2 separate regions of the Mus musculus genome follow, and region 1 is linked to region 2. The links are chromatin contacts, called in public ChIA-PET maps. All regions are on one chromosome and are shown on one strand. Each heading gives the region's core, a stretch centred on a gene start, on an enhancer-like site or on the middle of the called end of the contact. The rest is flanking DNA. Distances are from core to core; before and after follow the strand shown. Region 1 overlaps Aim2 (absent in melanoma 2). Region 2 holds the start of Ifi213 (interferon activated gene 213).

The links. ChIA-PET counts read pairs in DNA pulled down with a chosen protein or histone mark.
Region 1: an RNA polymerase II ChIA-PET map of memory CD8 T cells shows a contact between it and region 2, with 213 read pairs. The contact joins the enhancer-like site here to the promoter of Ifi213 in region 2. A contact is called at or near these places in 2 of 15 datasets of contacts at CTCF or cohesin (CD8 T cells and large pre-B cells), 5 of 115 datasets of contacts at active chromatin or transcription factors (CD8 T cells, effector CD8 T cells, fibro-adipogenic progenitors and 2 more) and 3 of 9 other capture datasets (adipose tissue, liver and pancreatic islet).

What each region holds. Positions count from the first base shown.
Region 1 is chr1:173,439,276-173,442,309 of GRCm38.p6, reverse strand. The region is part of intron 2 of Aim2 (absent in melanoma 2); the gene reads right to left. Among named protein-coding and RNA genes, the nearest start is that of Aim2, 20 kb to the right of the region's middle. Within about 2 kb of position 1,614, at least 79 of the 459 cell types and tissues checked have an H3K27ac peak or open chromatin away from gene starts, as enhancers often do. A contact at or near this core is called in CD8 T cells, effector CD8 T cells, memory CD8 T cells and 1 more, where this site is marked.
Region 2 is chr1:173,597,946-173,600,681 of GRCm38.p6, reverse strand. Ifi213 (interferon activated gene 213) reads left to right here and starts at 1,410. Exons shown (of 6, transcript NM_001368798.1): 1 at 1,410-1,662.

The sequences.
Region 1 (3,034 bases), core at 365-2,864, 160 kb after region 2:
TGGGATGAAATGAAGACTCGTAGTCAGTTGCTCAGAAACACATCCATCACTTCTGTTCGCACCTATTGTATTCTGCTAAGATGCCCATTTTCTTGCTCTTGCTATGCCTTGCCTTTTTAGAACATCTGGGAATAATTCTTTACCCAAGATACAAACCATTTTTTTTTAATTACGTATTTTCCTCAGTTACATTTCCAATGCTATCCCAAAAGTCCCCCATACCCTCCCCCGCACCACTTCCCTACCCATCCATTCCCATTTTTTTGGCCCTGGCATTCCCCTGTACTGGGGCATATAAAGTTTGCAAGTCCAAAGGGCCTCTCTTTCCAGTGATGGCCGACTAGGCCATCTTTTGATACATATGCAGCTAGAGTCAAGAGCTCTGGGGTACTGGTTAGTTCATATTGTTGTTCCACTGATACAAACCATCTTTAAGGATACAGGAAGATTAATCAAACCCTAGATGGTGGATCCTACAATTCTCCAACCCCATGGTTCCTATTTCTTGTTCATCCCATCCTTCCCTGAACCTGTTACACAGCTCAAAACACACCTAAATTTCCTTCCACAGAAGGATCAATAACATCAAATTGCTCAAGATTCTTGCTGCAAACAACAGAATTGACTCCAGCTAGCTTAATAAAGTCTTGTTTTCTTAAAAATAATAACCTCAGAGATCAGTAAAGGATAAAGGAACAAAGTCTGGTCTAAACTCACAGAAAAAGGCTCCCCACCCCTCCCCCCACCCACACATCAAACCACACAGTGAAACTGTTCTGAAGGAGGAAGCTCACTGCTGCTGTCACCTGCAGAATGCCAGGATCTGTCTCCACAGCCACTGCTAAAACTTCAGCACCAATGCTGCCTCGGTGTCAGCAATCCTATTGCAATTTCAGTTGCTGCCTGAAAGCTAATCACGCCTAAAGGAGCCATATTGGCAAGGGCTATGCCCTCCATGTTTCTGGTCCTTATACCAAAGACGTCAGACTCAAATCTCATCTGGAAAGCACCCGTTAGGGCAAGCCCTTGTCTGCTCCAGCCATCTGCACTGCAAAGGAAGCTGAAAGTTGGACTTACTTCTGGGTTGGGGAGGTAGGACTATTACATGTGAATTATTTGTAAGATGCTGGAAAGTCCCAAATGTGACATGTGCCCAGTAAAAACACAAAAAAGAAGGGGGAGGAGGAGGAGGAGGAGGAGGAGGAAGAAGAGGAGGAGGAGGAGGAGGAGGAGGAGGAGGAGGAGGAGGAGGAGGAGGAAAAGAAAAACCTATTTAAAAGAGGTAGAGATTTGAAGGCTAAACCCAAAATGCTGGGTCAGGGAAGCATTCAAAAAGTGTCATTGATACAGAAAAACAGGAAGAGGAGGAGCAGGGCAGGGCAGGTGATAAGAATGTGGGCTGCGTGCAAGAAGTGTTAAATTTGAGGTACTCATGAGATATGTAAATAGAGAGATTTAATTGAATTTATGAACCTGGAGCTTAGATGAAAGGTCAGAACTCTGGATAATGCAAACTGCATTAGAATGCAGATGGCAACTGATGCTGTGGAGAGGATGTGGCTAAGGAGGGAGGTGAGGTGGAAGCACCCCCTAGAGACTCAGGGAGCCATGGCACTGGGCAAAAGAGGAGCAAGGGAGGGAGACTGAGAAAGAAAGGTCAGAGCACTAGAGAACAGAAGCACAAGCTAGGGGGTACCAGAAGGCAGGATAAAGAAGGAGGATGGGGATCAATAGTGTAGCATACATTTGAAACTTGAGAAAATAAGACAGATCTCAAAGGTTCTCACTATACCCACGGTAAAAAGATATCTATGTAGGCAAACACACAAACACATACACATACACCATACACACACACACAGAGAGAGAGAGAGAGAGAGACAGACAGACAGAGAGACAGAGACAGACAGACAGATTAATTTTGTTCTATGATTATCATTTCACAAGATATGTACACATGAAGATACTACATTGTGTCCTGTTAACGCATACCCATTATCTGTGAATTATAGCTCAATAAAGGCAGCGAGTGGAAGGTTTCAGATCTTAAAAGTTCTACTAAGATTTAGGAAGCATACAGGTGGCTATTGCCTGATTTTCCTATGATATTTTCTATAATTTTCACCCCTCGTATCCTGACTTCTAGTCTAGGTTGCTTGGCGGATGCTGGGCCATACTGTCCTGAAGCAGAGATGAACAGAGACAGGAACAAAGCAGAGATACTGGCCTTTGAGAAAGCTGTAAGCTTCTGAAACCGCAGGATCATACAGCTTTGCTACCAAGTGGAAGGTTCCCCTTGCCTTCTGCCTGCACACAGGCTTTGTTTCTAGTGTGAGCTGTCCCTGCTCTCATGCAGGGGCATATGCCTAGGACCGTCAGGTCAGTGGTCAGGCCTTCCTCACATCCCTCAACCCCCTGTACTGAACCCTGCTGCCTTGGAAATCTTGCCATTCTGTGCACCCCCTTCATTTGATCTCTACAGTTCATCGCCCAAGCCCAAAGCCAGGATTCCATGATTTTCCCATCATGGTCACATAAGACACAGAAGTTCATGATATCTGCCACCCTATCAAACAAATGAAAATAAACATCAGCTTGGATGACCTTAAGTCTCACGGTCTTATGAAGTACCTACTCCATGAGACTACCTGAGTGTATCTGGTGGCGGGGGTGGGTGTGGGGGTGGGGAACATTATGAACATCGAAAGAGTTTATATAGTTAAAAGACTAAGAAAGACAATAAAATACTAAGACAAATATAAAACATTATATTATAGCAAACACTGTGCACTATTACTAGTATTAGGAAATTTTTGTGTTGTTTCTGCTATTTTCATAAAAAGGCAAGCTATAGAAGCATAGGGCATATTCAGATATCGTTTATAAACAATGTAAAAATCAAGCCAGCCATGGTGCTGCACTTAAGGGGTGGAGGTGGCAAGGTCACTTCAAAACCATCTTTGGCTACAAAGGAACTTCAAGGACAACTTGGGCTACACAAGTCCATATTTTAAAAACTAACAATGAGCAAAGA
Region 2 (2,736 bases), core at 161-2,660:
TCTTTGCTTTACAACCTTGCCAGTTTCATGAGGTCCCATTTATTGATTCTTGATCTTAGAGCATGAACCATTGGCGTTCTGTTTAGGAAATTTCCCCCTGTGCCAATGAGTCCAAGGCTCTTTCCCATTATCTCTTCTATTAGATTCAGTGTATCTGATTTTATGTTGAGGTCCTTGATCTAATTAGACTTGAGCTTTGTGCAAGGTGATAAATATGGGTCAATTTTCATTCTTCTACATAGAGACAGCCAGTTAGACTAAAACCCGTTTTTGAAATGCTTTCTTTTTTTTTTCATTATATAGTTTTGGCTTATCAAGATCAAGTGATGGGAAGTGTGTGGTTTTATTTCTGGGTCTTCATTTCTATTCCATTGATCAACATGTCTGTCTCAGTACTAATACCATGCAGGTTGAATCACTATTGCTCTGTAAGAAATCTTGAGGTCAGGGATGGTGATTCCCCCAACTGTTCTACTATCAAAGGCATATACATCCAGAAGTTGCCCAAGACTAGCAGTTGGAAAGCAATTTAACTCCCATCATTTTCATCCAGGTGACTGGTTACCTAGCTATGGCATCATCCTCTTTTGCAGACCAGCTGGCAGGCTCCAATATCATTATCTGCTGCTTGATGCCATTTGTTCCATGTTTCAGGATTACAGCAATCCTTAATCCTTGAACTCTCCATTTCAGAAAAAATGTAGCAGGACAAGCATTATTTCAGCCCATAATCTCAATCAAAGCTCGAGGTTTCCCACTGACTCCCAGGACCCAGGTTTCCCTGTGCTTACCAGTGAATAATGTAGAGACACTGAGGAAACATTTACTTCACCATTGAAGGAGGACAGCTTAGTTCTATAATCAAGAGGGAGGTAGATAAAGCCAAATGCCTTTCTATCTATTTGAGGTTGCAGCTTGGAGTTGTGTGTTTGTAATGTTATGCTCTGGCAAGTCTAGGTCTTGGGAGCTACTAATGGATGCATAGATGCTACAGGGATGACTTAAACCAGGAGCTGTTTCACTTAGATTTTCCTTGAAACTCATTTACATGCAGCAGGCAACTAACACAGCAAAGATCTCCTGATACTGACTCTGTCCTGAGCAGAAAAGAAAGAAGAGGCTTGGTGACTTGGCTTTTTTGGTCTAAGTTTTCACCTTCATTCAAAGGAATGAAGGTTCCTAGGGATCCTTTTGCAAGCCTGTAGGACATGAGGATTATAAATCTAAATCTTGTACCTATGAAGATTTGCAAGAAACATCCTGAGTGTAACTAGCTCTCTTTGACTTTTTTGGTTATTGTTTACAAGAAGGAAACTCTTGAGTTTCCGTCTCTGAGGAAATCGAAAGCTATGAACCTTGTCCACTCCCCACAAAGTAGCACAGGATGAGAAACCAGTTCCCCTCAGTCTGAGCAGCTGAGCAGTGACTCTACCCAGTGTCAGCTTTCCATCTCTCTCTCTGAAAACACTTTATTTTCTCAGAATTTCAGGAGATTACAAAATCCTCTGTATCACCTTCTGAGAGATTTACTGTTTACTTTTTTATCTTCACACACACACACACATACACACACACACACACACACTCACTTGCTCACTTGCTCATTCACTCACTGCTTCCTGCCCTGCAAAACTGGATACCACTGAAGAATTTTCTGAAGAGGTGAGTCCTCCCCCTGCTTTCTCTGTGAATGCACACGACTACAGGTGAAATCCCTGTTGATCTTTTGGTGGAGAGAGAAGGAAGCCAAGCTGGTGGCTGCTACACTGAGCAGTGAATCTGCAGTATCTGGATTCAGGTCCTTGGCTCATAAATATGCTAGGCATCCTTATTCTTCCACCAGTAAGACTGATCCGAAAAGGGGCATATTTCAGATTATAAAATACACGTTTTTTTAGGTAAGTCAGGATAAGTGAATAAGAAGAGGGCTTTTGTTTTCTTGGCTGGAGAGTGCTTAGAACCTGGTGGTTGTAGTGAATGGCTGGGCAAAAGACGTGTTTGTGACAGGAAAAATTGTCATGAGGTAATAATACCCAGTGAAAAATGCATCTAGCTCTCAGGCTGCATTATCTAGTATTGCAACCATACATAGTCTGGGCACCAATGGGCATATGTGGTCAAAGGTGTCCCAGATTCACAGTGATTGCAAACCTGGGGTTTTATTGACTCAAGAAGCACATTAAATGGTCTTCATTCACTTCTACTTCAAGTGGATATGGTGGAATTGTAGACATTGTTAATCTGTATCATCCTGAAAGTTAATTGCTTTGGTTTATTTGTCTTTTTAGTTTTCTTTGATTTTGTATTCTGGTGGTAAGATTTAGAAAAGAGTTGGAGGGTTCATCAGAACTAGATATATACTTCACACTTTTAGACTCTTCTGCAGTCCCTCTGTGCACTATGGTTGATCTATCACTTACTAGGTGTATTAATTATGCTGCCCAGACTTTCTAAGATTTTACAAAAGTTACAACCCTGTTCATTTAGAAATTAAGATAAATAAATCATGCATAAAAATTTGGTTTTTAAGTTATTATTAGACTTTCTATTATTAAAACACTTATCTATTTCTAGGAGGTAAACTATTTTCATTATTTTGATTTTCTGAGAAGAATTTTTATTTGTGGTTCTAATTAAGACAATGCTAATATAGAAAAATTTGCCCTTATTAGTTACTATAAAAAGGATTTATTTTATAATTTCCATGAATTCATGTCTTAATGGTAACCTTTAGAT